Linked DNA regions of Pan troglodytes: region 2 is linked to region 1. A link is a contact called in public HiChIP or PLAC-seq data. All regions are on one chromosome and are shown on one strand. The core of a region is the stretch at or near the end of the contact, and the rest is flanking DNA. Distances in the headings are between cores, read along the strand shown. Region 1 holds the start of PSMC3 (proteasome 26S subunit, ATPase 3). Region 2 holds the start of KBTBD4 (kelch repeat and BTB domain containing 4).

Region 1 (6,311 bases), core at 2,230-4,729:
CCTAGACCTCTTCTCTCTAGAGGCCCAGATGGACCAGAGGTCCCTAATTCAGCCAACCTCTTTCTCCCTGAAGACATGCTCTGCTCCAGGTTCCCAGCTCCTTGCTGGGACTGACCTCCTGGTACTTCCTTGACCTTTTTGAGCAGAGTGAACCTTCATAAACTATTCTCCTTTTTCTCCCATCTCCCCAAGACATTCCTACTCCTGGGCTTCCAAGATAATCAATCCCTGTCATTCTAGCCAGGATTAAAGAAGGAGATGTTCAGGGCCGGGTGCAGTGGCTCACGCCTCTAATCCCAGCACTTTGGGAGGCTGAGACAGGCTGATCACCTGAAGTCAGGAGTTTGAGACCAGCCTGACCAACATGGTGAAACACCGTCTCTACTAAAAATACAAAAATTAGCCAGGTATGGTTGTGGGTGCCTTTAGTCCCAGCTGTTTGGGAGGCTGAGACAGGAGAATCACTTGAACCCAGGAGGTGGAGGTTGCAGTGAGCTGTGATTGTGCCATTGCACTCCAGCCTGGGTGACAGAGCAAGACTCTGTCTCAAAAAAAAAAAAAAAAAGAATGAGACGTTCAGCCTAGAATGGTCCTAAAATCCAGGTGGGTCAATCCTTCTCTTTAACATTCCACCAGGCTGCGGTCCGGCACTGGCTTTGGGGATTAGGAAAAAGATTGCAGTATAGAACTGAGCTCAATTCTGAATACAGGAAACACAGCTGGGAATTTATAACCAAAGCAACGTGAAGGGGTCAGTGGATTGAAAATTACTAAGGGGAAGTATTAACAGTAGGGGGATTCTTTTTTTTTTTTTTTTTTTTTTTGAGATGGAGTCTCGCTCTGTCGTCCAGGCTGGAGTGCAGTGGCACGATCTTGGCTCACTGCAAGCTCCGCCTCCTGAGTTCACGCCATTATCCTGGCTCAGCCTCCCAAGTAGCTGGGACTACAGGCGCCCGCCACCACGCTCGGCTAATTTTTTGTATTTTTTAGTAGCGACGGGGTTTCACCGTGTTAGCCAGGATGGTCTCGATCTCCTGACCTTGTGATCCACCCGCCTCGGCCTCCCAAAGTGCTGGGATTACAGGCGTGAGCTACCGCGCCCGGCCAGTAGGGGGATTCTTGCTAAAATGGCCTAACAGGATTCTTGTTAAAGCAGGCCAAGGACGGCCGGGCGCGGTGGCTCACGCCTGTAATCCCAGCACTTTGGGAGGTGGAGGCGAGAGGATCATGAGGCGGTCGAGACCATCCTGGCCAACATGGTGACACCCCGTCTCTACTAAAATACAAAAATTAGCTGGGCGTGGTGGTGGGTGTCTGTAATCACAGCTACTCAGGAGGCTGAGGCAGGAGAATTGCTTGAACACAGGAGGCGGAGGTTGCAGTGAGTCAAGATCGCACCACTGAACTCAAGCCTGGGTGACAGAGCAAGACTTCGTCTCAAAAAAAAAAAAAAAAAAAAAAAAGCAGACCAAGGGTTTATACTTCAATGGTGAAGGGTAAATGAGGACCTGGATCATATATCAAGAGGGATGAGGTATCAGGGGTGGGGGGATTCCGTTAAACTGACTAGCAGGATTTTTGTGAAAACAGGGTTAGACAAGTTGATGACAGGGATGAAGGAACAGCCCACAAGGCCTAGTCAAAAAAAGATGGCTCAGAAGAGCCTACCTAAAAGTTGGTTAAGGGGAGAATGTCTGCATCCCTCCTAGGCCCAGGCTGGAGGCTTTCTAAACATATTCGTATTTGTCAGGATCTCCAAAAGTAGGCCCCAGAATGGGACCCAACTGACCCAGGCATAGTGGGACCAGCACAGATTGGACAGTCTCTTTCCCCTCTGGGCTTCTTGGCTCCTGTCGGGCAACTCAAAGTGAGAATTTGGGGTCAGCAGTCCTAGTGCTGCCAGTGACTCACTGAATAACCTCCAGCAAGGCACTTAACCTCTCTGAGCCTCCCTATGCTTATTTAAAGTTGAGAATGGTAATTCAATCTGTCCACAAGGCAGGCTTGTTGAGAGAATGGAATAAAGCACTGTTACTTGAGGAGACGCTTTGTCAGCCTGAGTGAGCAGCTGTACATGTTGTTATTTAAAGAAAAAAATTCTGCTTTCAACCGTGTTCCAAAAAAAACTACTGCAAAGGCTAGGTGTAGTGGCTCATGCCTATAGTACCAACACTTTAGGAGGCTGAGGCAGGAAGATCACTTACGCCCAGGAGTTTGAGACCAGCCTGGTCAACATGGTGAAACCTTGTCTCTATTAAAAATACAAAAATTAGTTGGGCGTGGTGGTGGGTGCCTGTAATCCCAGCTACTTGAGAGGCTGAGGCAGGAGAATCCATTGAACCCGGGAGGCGGAGGTTGCGGTAGGGAGAGATCGCGCCACTGCATTCCAGCCTGGGCGACAGAGCGAGACTCCGTCTCAAAAAACAAAAAACAAGCAAACAAACAAACAAAAAGGCAACGATTGCACAGATTTTCATCAGGTTAACAGAGTGTTTGTGATGGTTTGACTTGAAATATAAGCTATGTTGCTTACATGAAGTTCCCTTTAAAGGGGCTCCAGGGCTCACCTCAAAAGATAAGGAGAGATCATTTAAAATAGCCGACAAGGGTACAACGAATGAGTCTCCCATGATCCGGAGACCCGCTCTGCTCACTGAGATTACTAACCATGGGCAGAGAAAACAAACAATTGCAGATACGAGACATAATTTTTTTTGAGACGGAGTCTCGCTCTGTCGCCCAGGCTGGAGTGCAGTGGCGCGATCACGGCTCACTGCAAGCTCCGCCTCCGAGGTTCATGCCATTCTCCTGGCTCAGCCCGGAGTAGCTGGGACTACGGGCGCCCGCCACCACGCCCGGCTAATTTTTTGTATTTTTAGTAGAGACGGGGTTTCACCGTGTTAGCCAGGATGGTCTCGATCTCCTGACCTCGTGATCCGCCCGCCTCGGCCTCCCAAAGTGCTGGGATTACAGGCGTGAGCCACCGCGCCCGGCCCGAGTCATAATGTTTTTAATCGTAGAGGCTGATGGTCAATTGAGTTCTTCCCACGTGGACAATTCCGTGAAGCCTGCTCTGACGTTAGGAGCAGCAGCGATTTCTCTTTAAAGCTGGTTAATGATTCCCTCCCGTAACTCCGGGTGGCCAGCTTGTACTTAAATAATTGTAAAAATGCGGACTGAGGTGGCATGCCTTTTTGGCCCTTTGCACACGGCTGGCCTATGTCGTTTATTAATTGGGAGGCAGTGTCATTGTGTAAATCCCCTTATTCCTAGCGGGGTCACAGTCTGAGTTTGAACGCGCCCCTCCGCAAGCATCTGTCACCGGCCAGATTAAAGACTACATTTCCCAAAGGCCCTCGCGGATCCCACCGTTCTCCCTCCCTTTCCGGTTTTACACCTAGGCCCCGCCCCCAACGCGCGTGTCGGCCAATAGCGGCCCCACCTCTCGCGCCCGGCAAAAATAGGACGCGGGCGGGAACGTTTCGGGGGCCGCGGGGGCGGGGCCTGTGGCCAGGGGTTGGTCTTTGGAATCGGAGAGGCAGATTCGCTGCTCCGCAGCACGGCCGGAGCTGGTCCGGTCAAGAGTCGGGATTTGTGGGGAGAGGTTTTCCACTGGTCAAGAGAAGGCTTTAAGAAAGACGGTATTAATCTCCCGTTGCGGCTCCCGCCTGGTCCCATCTTCTGCCCGCTCCTCCAGGAAATGAATCTGCTGCCGAATCTTGAGAGTCCAGTGACTCGGCAGGAGAAGATGGCGACCGTGTGGGATGAGGCCGAGGTGGGCACCGGGCGAGCTGGCGGTCCGGGAACCGGGGCCCGCAGGGAGACGCCATTGACAAGAGGGAAGGAGGTGGCTGGGGGTCAAGGTCTGGCCCGATCCCGGGGACGGGGTTGTTTGGGATGTGGGCAGGGGTCCTGACTCCATCCTGGTTTTATGGGCGTGGAAACTGAGGCTGTGAGTGGGTTCGGAGAACGAGGGATGCTTGTTCTGAGTAAAAGTAAATATATAAATAAACAAATAATTTTTTACAGCAAGATGGAATTGGGGAGGAGGTGCTCAAGATGTCCACGGAGGAGATCATCCAGCGCACACGGCTGCTGGACAGTGAGATCAAGGTGGGCGCACAGCTCCTGTGCGGGCGATGGGGCCCCCTACAGGACAGGCCCCAGCGATCCGAGTCGCCTCTCCTACTTCCTTCTCGGGCACCCTGGGGGAGACATGGGGCTCGGGCTTCCCCCTCGTATCAGGAAGAGAGGAAAGAAAACTAAGCCTTAAAAGGGACAAGAAGACAGGTAGGGGATGGTGGGAGACCTGGGCTGAGATGAGAGGTTATCAGATTGCCTTTCCCAGTGAGAACTGGGAATAATCCTCTCAAGAATCCTTCTTTTAGTAAAATGCCTATTTTACAGATGAGGAGACAGGCCCAGAGAGGTTTGTACTGCGATAAAGCACCCAGTTCTTACTACGAGGCAGAACCTAAAACCTATATTTGCCTCTCTCGGAGGCCTGCTTTTATTCCAATACTACCACTATTTCACCAGGAGGTTTCCAAACTGGCCTCCTCTTTTGACTTCTGCAGGATGTGGACACAGTCAGACTCTGCCTTCAGAGAGCCTCAGAGCTGGATGAATGGATGCGGGAGGGTCCCCTGGGCACCCTGGACCTCACTAGTTACAGGGCTCTAGCATAAGCTGTGCCAGGGTTTATATTTGCTTCTCCTCCCCTCCTGATCTCAGATCATGAAGAGTGAAGTGTTGAGAGTCACCCATGAGCTCCAAGCCATGAAGGACAAGATAAAAGAGAACAGTGAGAAAATCAAAGTGAACAAGACCCTGCCGTACCTTGTCTCCAACGTCATCGAGGTGTGTGTGTATGTGGAGGGGAAGAGAGGGAGTCAGCAGGGATTGGGGACAGCCTGGGGTGGGGCCACTAGGGAAAGAGTGGGTGGAGGTATTGAGGCCAAACTGCATGTCAGGGCTACACCTCCTGAGGCACTTTCATGGGGAAGACAGGGGCCTGCAAAGGCCTGGGAGGTCTCACGTGTCTCCTTTTCTGTTGGTTATGTCTCCTCCGGGGTAGATGAGCCCTGTGCAGAGGAGCAGCACCTACACAGAGATCAATCGCTGGGCTTAGCAGGGGCACCACGTTTGGTGGGCTCAGGGCTATTGGAGGAGGGAGGTAGGGATGGCCAGCCCTGCAGGTATTAGGAACTGTCTTAGGAAGCACTGGGCCTTGGGGAGTTCAAGGAGCTGAGTATTTTTTCCTTCCCAGCTCCTGGATGTTGATCCTAATGACCAAGAGGAGGATGGTGCCAATATTGACCTGGACTCCCAGAGGAAGGGCAAGTGTGCTGTGATCAAAACCTCTACACGACAGGTGAGCGTGGCTCAGCAATGAGACTGGAGGAGGGTGAGGAGCGGATGTGGGACAGGACTAGGGAGCCTTCCCTGAGGACACTAACTGAGACTGCCCCTGTAACTTGTCCACAGACGTACTTCCTTCCTGTGATTGGGTTGGTGGATGCTGAAAAGCTAAAGCCAGGAGACCTGGTGGTGAGTGGGGCCTGAGCCCAGGCAGTGCTTTTCTGGTGACTAGCTGAGCCCCTGCACCCGCCCCAGGTCACTGTTGGCTCTGAATCTTGGCAGAACAGCTCCGAGAGTCTGGGATTCTGTCTACTTGCTGTTTGATTCTTGTATTGCCCAGTCCTGTGTCTTTCCCTCTGCAGACACCTGTCACCCAGTCAGTTGGGTAGCCCTTGAGCTGGGCCAAATCTGAAGGCCCTGTGCTGTGTCCTTAGGGTGTGAACAAAGACTCCTATCTGATCCTGGAGACGCTGCCCACAGAGTATGACTCGCGGGTGAAGGCCATGGAGGTGGACGAGAGGCCCACGGAGCAATACAGTGACATTGGGGGTTTGGACAAGCAGATCCAGGAGGTGAGGGAGGCACGGCAGCTGCCAGCAGCCTTGTCAGCCTTTTAGTTTCTCCACGCCATTGATGCAGCTCATCTCCCTAATGTGTCTTTCATCCTCATAGCAACCTAGGGAGGAAGGGAGGGGTGCCATGTGACAGGTGAGGAGACTGAAGCCCAGAGAGTTTAAATGCCTTGCCCAGGATCACAGAGAGACCAGAGCCAGGACTGGAGCCCAGGCTCCTGGTTCTTGGCCCAGCGTCCTTTTTTTTTTTTTTTTTTTTTTTCCCGAGATGGAGTTTTGCTTTTACTGCCCATGCTGGAGTGCAATGGCACGATCTCGGCTCACCGCAACCTCTGCCTCCCGGGTTCAAGCAATTCTGCCTCAGCCTCTCCAGTAGCT
Region 2 (6,311 bases), core at 2,525-5,024, 150 kb before region 1:
ACACATACATTATTTAATGCCAGCCACAAATCTATTAAAGTGCTATTATTATTGCCATTTTAAGATGAGAAAACTGAGTCACAGTCAAACCAAGTAACTTGCCCCAGGTTACAAAAATGAAGCTAGGATCTGAATCCAGGGCCCATGCTCTTAAACCACCACAATCCACAGACCATATTTCTTCCCAGGGATCCCCTGGGTTCTCTGCAAGTCCCTCCCTGAGGCTGCTGTCCCAGTTCCAAGGCTCCTACCTCAACATAGCCAGATAGAGGAAAGTCTTTCCGGAAAGGATGTCCCTCGAAGCCATAATCTGTCAGGATCCTTCTTAGATCAGGGTGGTTAGCAAAGAAGACTCCAAACATGTCCCAGATCTAGGAAAGAGACCACCTCAAACAGCCAATCCATCAAGACTAACAACAGGGGGAAGGGGCTACACTGCATCCCATAGTCTCAACCAGTTCTGCAACTGTGGCCCAGAGGCAGGTCCACCATATCCAGTAACTCACCTCCCTTTCATACCAGTTGGCTGCCTTGAACACAGAGACAGCAGACTCAATGGGCGTCAGCTCATCTGTGTAGGTCTTCACACGGATCCGTGAGTTGAAGCGCAGAGACAACAGGTTGTAGACAATCTAGGGAGAACAGAAGGATCTGGAGGGCTGAGATGGGAGTCCCTCATTGGGAGAGTTCTGCCCTGTGACCCTGCCTTCTACTCTGAACCTCAAAACCTCAAGATTCTCCTATGCTTACAACTACTTCCAAAAGCCCAGGCCACAGCTGTAGCTTAGCATGTCAGCATGCCTGTGTTCGCTCATGCTATTCACTTTGTCAGGAATATTTCCCTGGTCCACCTCACAAGGCTACCTGGTCTCCTACTCATATTTTAGATTCAGCACAAACATTCTCTCTTTTCAAAGAAGCCTCCCAGACAGGGCCAAGTGCCCCTCCTGCTTTCTTAAAGCATCCCTCTAATATCCTTTGTATTATATGTTACTACAGTAAGCTGTTTAGGTGTCTTTCTCCTTCACTAGAGTGTAGGGGACTCCTGGAGGACAAATACTTCATGTTATTTCTCTCTCCATCCCAGAGTCTGGCAAACAGTAGATAATCAGTAAAATATTAATAGCTAAATGTATTGAAAACACTGTGTGCAAGCAATTTACTTGAACTATCTCATTGGATCCTTACAACCATTCTATAAGATAAGGACAGCTTTATATTTATTTTCCCGGTAAGAAAATGAAAGCTCAGAAAGATTAAACAAGGGCCGGGCATGGTGGCTCATGCCTGTAATCCCAGCACTTTGGGAGGCCAAGGCAGGCAGATCACGAGGTCAGGAAATCGAGACCATCCTGGCCAACATGGTGAAACCCAGTCTTCACTAAAAAAATACAAAAAATTAGCCGGGCGTGGTGGCATGCACCTGTAGTCCCAGCTACTCAGGGGGCTGAGGCAGGGGAATCGCTTGAACCTGGGAGACGGAGGTTGCAGTGAGCCAAGATCATGCCACTGCACTCCAGCCTGGCGACAGAGCAAGATTCCGTCTAAAAAAAAAAAAGATTAAACAAAATATTTGAGTTATCTGAGGTCCCACAGCCATTTAGTGGCAGAACCAAGATCCAACTTGAGATCTACTTGACTCTGAAGTTCCAGTTTAACTGCTGTGTTCTATTGTATGTTACAAACTGAAATTAATACCCTTACCCCCAAAACCTTCTCAGATCTCCCAACTGACCTCAAAACGGTTCTGCCGAGTTGGGACGTCCACTGCTGTCAAGTCAACCAGGGATTTGAACTGCGCATTGGTGTGATCCCTGAGGAAAGTCAGCACTGGGATGACGCCATCAGGATGGATACAGACCTCTAACTCATTGAAGCAGGACACCTGCACACATGAAAGGGAGGGGAGAGGGAACAAAGAGCTACTGAGGGAACAGCTAACTTCAGCTGGAGTCACCTGGTTTAATGCTGAGAGAAATGTCCAAGCTTGGGATGGAGGAATCTGTAGTTTCTTTGAAACAAGTCTGCCCACTCCCACATGCCCTGCGAACATGGTTCTTTCTTGACCCAGACCCAAATAACAGTAGTAAGTATTACCTGAACTTGTTGGACATACTTGGGCAAGATTTCAGCCACATACTCTCCAAAAGCTGAGAGCTGCTTGTGGGCCACATCATTCCGTGGTCTGACAGTGGCTGGAAGGAAAAGGCATATTTAACAAAGAAATGGAGAAGGCAAAAGCCAGCCCTGCATGCAGTCTCTTAGGCTTGTAAGGGATGTCAAATCCAGGAAAGGCTCCCTGAAGCACCTTGAGAAAGGTGCATGTGAAAGGTTTCCCTTCTAGGGAATAGAGTGATGAAAACTTGGGTAAAGTGCCACCTTAACTACACGGTCCTCAGAAAGACTCTTACTATAGCAGCTGGGGTGTTCACCTCTTCTCAAAATTACTCCACGGTTCTTCCCTCACATTGCCTGCATTTCTGCTAAAGCAGTAGTCTCAGTTCTCCTGTCAGACTAAGAGCTGTTTGAGGATGGGAACTGAACTTTTTGCCTCTCTGTAGCTCCTTAGCACGCAAGTTTATACCAGGTTCTCAAGCTAAGAACTTCAGGGCTTGAAGACCCCTCACAGACTGTCTCCTTGAAAGTGTGTGTGTGTATGTGTGTCAATGAGAAAACTGAGGCCCAGGTGTGTGTGTGTGTGTGTCTGTGTGTGTGTGTGTGTCAATGAGAAAACTGAGGCCCAGGAAAGGAGAAATGCCAGGTCTCCTAACTCCCAGTCCGTGTATCTTGACTGTAACATAATATGTACATACTCATTCATGCAACCCTAAACCACTGAGCAATCACACATCACAAGCTACAGAATAATGGTTAGGTGTTTCTGCCTCTGGCAGCAGGCAGGCCTACTTTGTCATTCACTAGGTCTTTGACCCTGGGCAGTTTAATTCTTTGGACTGTTTCCTGATCTATAGTAAGAAGAGTAAGATGCTATCTACCCCATAAGGCTGTTGTGAGGACGAAATAAGATCATTCACTAAAACGCTTAGCGAGGTGCCAGGCACACATTAAGCACTCAATTAACGCTAGGTACTATTATTACAGGGCTCTGAGGCCTAAAGGTTATATTGCTTGCTTTCAAAGAGCTGACAGTTTAATCAGACAAAAAGGGGATGATTGAAATGGACAAGGAACAATCAGGGCCATAACAGGCCTAAGGGCACAGGGAGGGCTCGATTCTGCATGCAGGGTGAAGACCACTGCAAGTCAGATCTCCAAGATTTGCCAGGAGGACGAAGGGAAGGGCATCCTAGGGCAAGGACAGGCACCTAAGGGGCCCCGCCGATAGTTCAGAGAAGAGCGCTGCCCGCACATACTCACGGCGCGTGTCGGCCCCGGCGCTCTCCCGCCTCACCGGCAGCAACAGAACGGAGGGTCGCCCAGTCCCTGCACAGGGAGATAAAAGGCACAGACGCGCGGGATGAGCCCTGAGGAGCTCTCTGCACTGGGCACGCCGCTGCGCCTGACCCCGGTCTCAGCTGGCTGCCCGTGCTCACCCCTGGTCAGCGCCGAGGCCCCCAAGATCCCGCGCCACCACAGCCTGGCTACCGCCGCCGCCGCCATGTTACTCAGATGCAGACTAGGCAGCGGACGGAAAGACAGCAGGACACGGAGCCCCAAGGGCACGGACCGGAAACGGAAGTGTGCAGCAGATCTTCTTCCGGGCGGACGTGGAGCCGGAAGCGGAGGTTCCGGGTTCCGGGATGAAAGGAGGGAACGCAGGTGAGAAAGCGAGACAGGCAGGTAGGGAAATCGTGAGGTGAGCGTGGTCCTAGCTCCGTGTGGCAGAGCCTAGAGAGAAGGCGAGGACGCTGAAGAACCAGGCGGGTGAGAGGAGGGGAGGGGGCGGGCGTTCTGGGTTCTACGCTACACACCCCTCCCCCGCTCTCTGAGCCAAGCTTTTGACGAGGGCGGGCGGGCCTGAGCGGGAAGAACGGTTTCCCTGGCGACCGTTTCCAAGACGACTCAAGGTGGAGCGGGGACATTGCACAGGGTGATGGGCCTCCCAGTGCCCCGGCCTGGGGGCGGATGGACTCAAGTTCTGGGACGCAGCCATAGGGAGTCTTTCGAGCGAGCGGGGAAGTGTGGGGGAAGCAGCTCAGAAGACAGCAAATGTAAGACCCACGGATATCCCAGGCTAGGCTTCATATGGAGCGTCTTAACTCCATGCGCTGGGAAGGAGAGGACCTGGCCACTAGGCCGGGGCCGGGGTCCTTTTTGTCTGATTCTACTGCCCCTGAGCTTCACTAGTTTTATGCCCCAGTTATTTGGTTAGTAAGGCTTTTACGATCACAGGCCTCTCCCAGCCCTTTGCTTTCATATATTGACCTAAATCCCAAGTCTTTTGTTAACATTATGGAAAGGAATTATTCCGTGTTTTCTCAGGAAAACACCCAGAGTTGGAACTTTTATTTATTTCATTAGCGGAGGGGCGCCACTGGGGATAACGAACCCAGATTTGGTTAAAGGATAGCGTCAGGGACATCATGGACAGGGCCAGGACTAAGGCCAATCTGGACCCACTTTGCTCTCACTTCTTCCTTTTCCCTCCCTGAGTTGGACAGTTGGATTCACAGACTATGGCTGTGAATTCCTCAGGTTACTCAAGGTGGTGTTGCTTTGCAGACAGCTGGCAGAGAGAGACGTTGGCTAGCATGGAATCACCAGAGGAGCCTGGAGCATCCATGGATGAGAACTACTTTGTGAACTACACTTTCAAAGATCGGTCACATTCAGGCCGTGTGGCTCAAGGCATCATGAAACTGTGTCTAGAGGAGGAGCTCTTTGCTGATGTCACCATTTCGGTGGAAGGCCGGGAGTTTCAGCTCCATCGGCTGGTCCTCTCAGCTCAGAGCTGCTTCTTCCGATCCATGTTCACTTCCAACCTGAAGGAGGCCCACAACCGGGTGATTGTGCTGCAGGATGTCAGCGAGTCTGTTTTCCAGCTCCTGGTTGATTATATCTACCATGGGACTGTGAAACTTCGAGCTGAGGAGTTGCAGGAAATTTATGAGGTGTCAGACATGTATCAGCTGACATCTCTCTTTGAGGAATGCTCTCGGTTTTTGGCCCGCACAGTGCAAGTGGGAAACTGCCTTCAGGTGATGTGGCTGGCAGATCGGCACAGTGATCCTGAGCTCTATACGGCTGCCAAGCACTGTGCCAAGACCCACCTGGCCCAGCTGCAGAATACAGAGGAATTTCTCCACTTGCCCCACCACTTACTCACAGATATCATCTCGGGTAAGTTTAGGGAGGGGACACACCATACCCAGTTACTTGGCTATGATGTTCAGTGAATGTTCTAGTTTAGGAGAAAAGAACCCTCAAGCTTCCTGGTGTTAGTTTACATTATTATTCCTGCATTCTTACTGAGATAACCTGCTGAGAAAGATTGAGGTGAGATTCAGTGTAATTGCTGTCAGAGAGACAGTGCGTTAGAGGAAGTCAGGAAAATTAAAGCACAACATTTAACCACACAGAGTAGTGAGGAGTGATTTGTATTATACTCTAATTTATCCTGTACTTCGTATGTCCCAGTGGGTCTAATTACCTATGTAAATTGGTGATGGGGCAAGATATCTAAGACTAAAAACTTTTTTAGTGATGGGCCAACGTTAGGAAACAATCCTAACCTTGCAAGTGAGATATAGCCATACTTAAGGTGTGAGGTTGGCCAGGCATGGTGGCTCACACCTGTAATCCCAACACTTTGGGAGGCCGAGGTGGGTGGATCACCTGAGGTCAGGAGTTCAAGACCACCCTGGCCAACATGGTGAAATCCCGTCTCCACAAAAAATACAAAAATTAGCCGGGCATGGTGGCTTGCACCTGTAGTCTCAGCTACTTGGGAAGGCTGAGGCAGGAGAATCACTTGAACCCGGAGGCAGAGGTTGCAGTGAGCCAAGATCACGCCACTGCACTCCAGCCTGGGCGACAGAGCAAGATTCCATCTCAAAAAAAAAAAAAAAATGGTGTGAGCTCTGTAGCTTAGTAGGTTGCTTCCATGGCAGATGGGAGCTTATCGAGTCATCCATTTTGATTTAAAAAAAGCAAGGCACATACTCTGGTTTCTCTTCAGATTGTGTAAATCTTTTACCTTTTACTAAAGATTTCCATGGAGAGGAACGGTTATGAGTCTTTACCCAACTTTTTGAGGGCTCATGTAACACATGAGACTATCTTTAAAAAAGAGCAAGGCACGGGCCAGGCGCAGTGGCTCACGCCTGTAATCCCAGCACTTTGGGAGGCCG

The links. HiChIP or PLAC-seq counts read pairs in DNA pulled down with a chosen protein or histone mark.
Region 2: an H3K4me3 HiChIP or PLAC-seq map of stem cell-derived excitatory neurons shows a contact between it and region 1, with 11 times the contacts expected there. The contact joins the promoter of KBTBD4 here to the promoter of PSMC3 in region 1. A contact is called at or near these places in 1 of 7 Hi-C or Micro-C datasets (stem cell-derived neural progenitor cells) and 1 of 1 datasets of contacts at active chromatin or transcription factors (stem cell-derived excitatory neurons).

What each region holds. Positions count from the first base shown.
Region 1 is chr9:51,439,702-51,446,012 of NHGRI_mPanTro3-v2.0_pri, reverse strand. PSMC3 (proteasome 26S subunit, ATPase 3) reads left to right here and starts at 3,479. Exons shown (of 12, transcript XM_508413.8): 1 at 3,479-3,775; 2 at 4,030-4,113; 3 at 4,735-4,860; 4 at 5,270-5,374; 5 at 5,488-5,550; 6 at 5,796-5,933. The coding sequence starts at 3,701.
Region 2 is chr9:51,593,347-51,599,657 of NHGRI_mPanTro3-v2.0_pri, reverse strand. KBTBD4 (kelch repeat and BTB domain containing 4) reads left to right here and starts at 3,774. Exons shown (of 4, transcript NM_001280204.1): 1 at 3,774-3,881; 2 at 4,684-5,301. The coding sequence starts at 4,713. It overlaps NDUFS3 (NADH:ubiquinone oxidoreductase core subunit S3), which reads right to left and starts at 3,621. Exons shown (of 9, transcript NM_001079913.1): 1 at 3,555-3,621; 2 at 3,379-3,444; 3 at 2,098-2,195; 4 at 1,736-1,885; 5 at 507-632; 6 at 252-371. The coding sequence starts at 3,621. LOC112204963 (U5 spliceosomal RNA) reads left to right here and starts at 6,120; the gene lies at 6,120-6,237.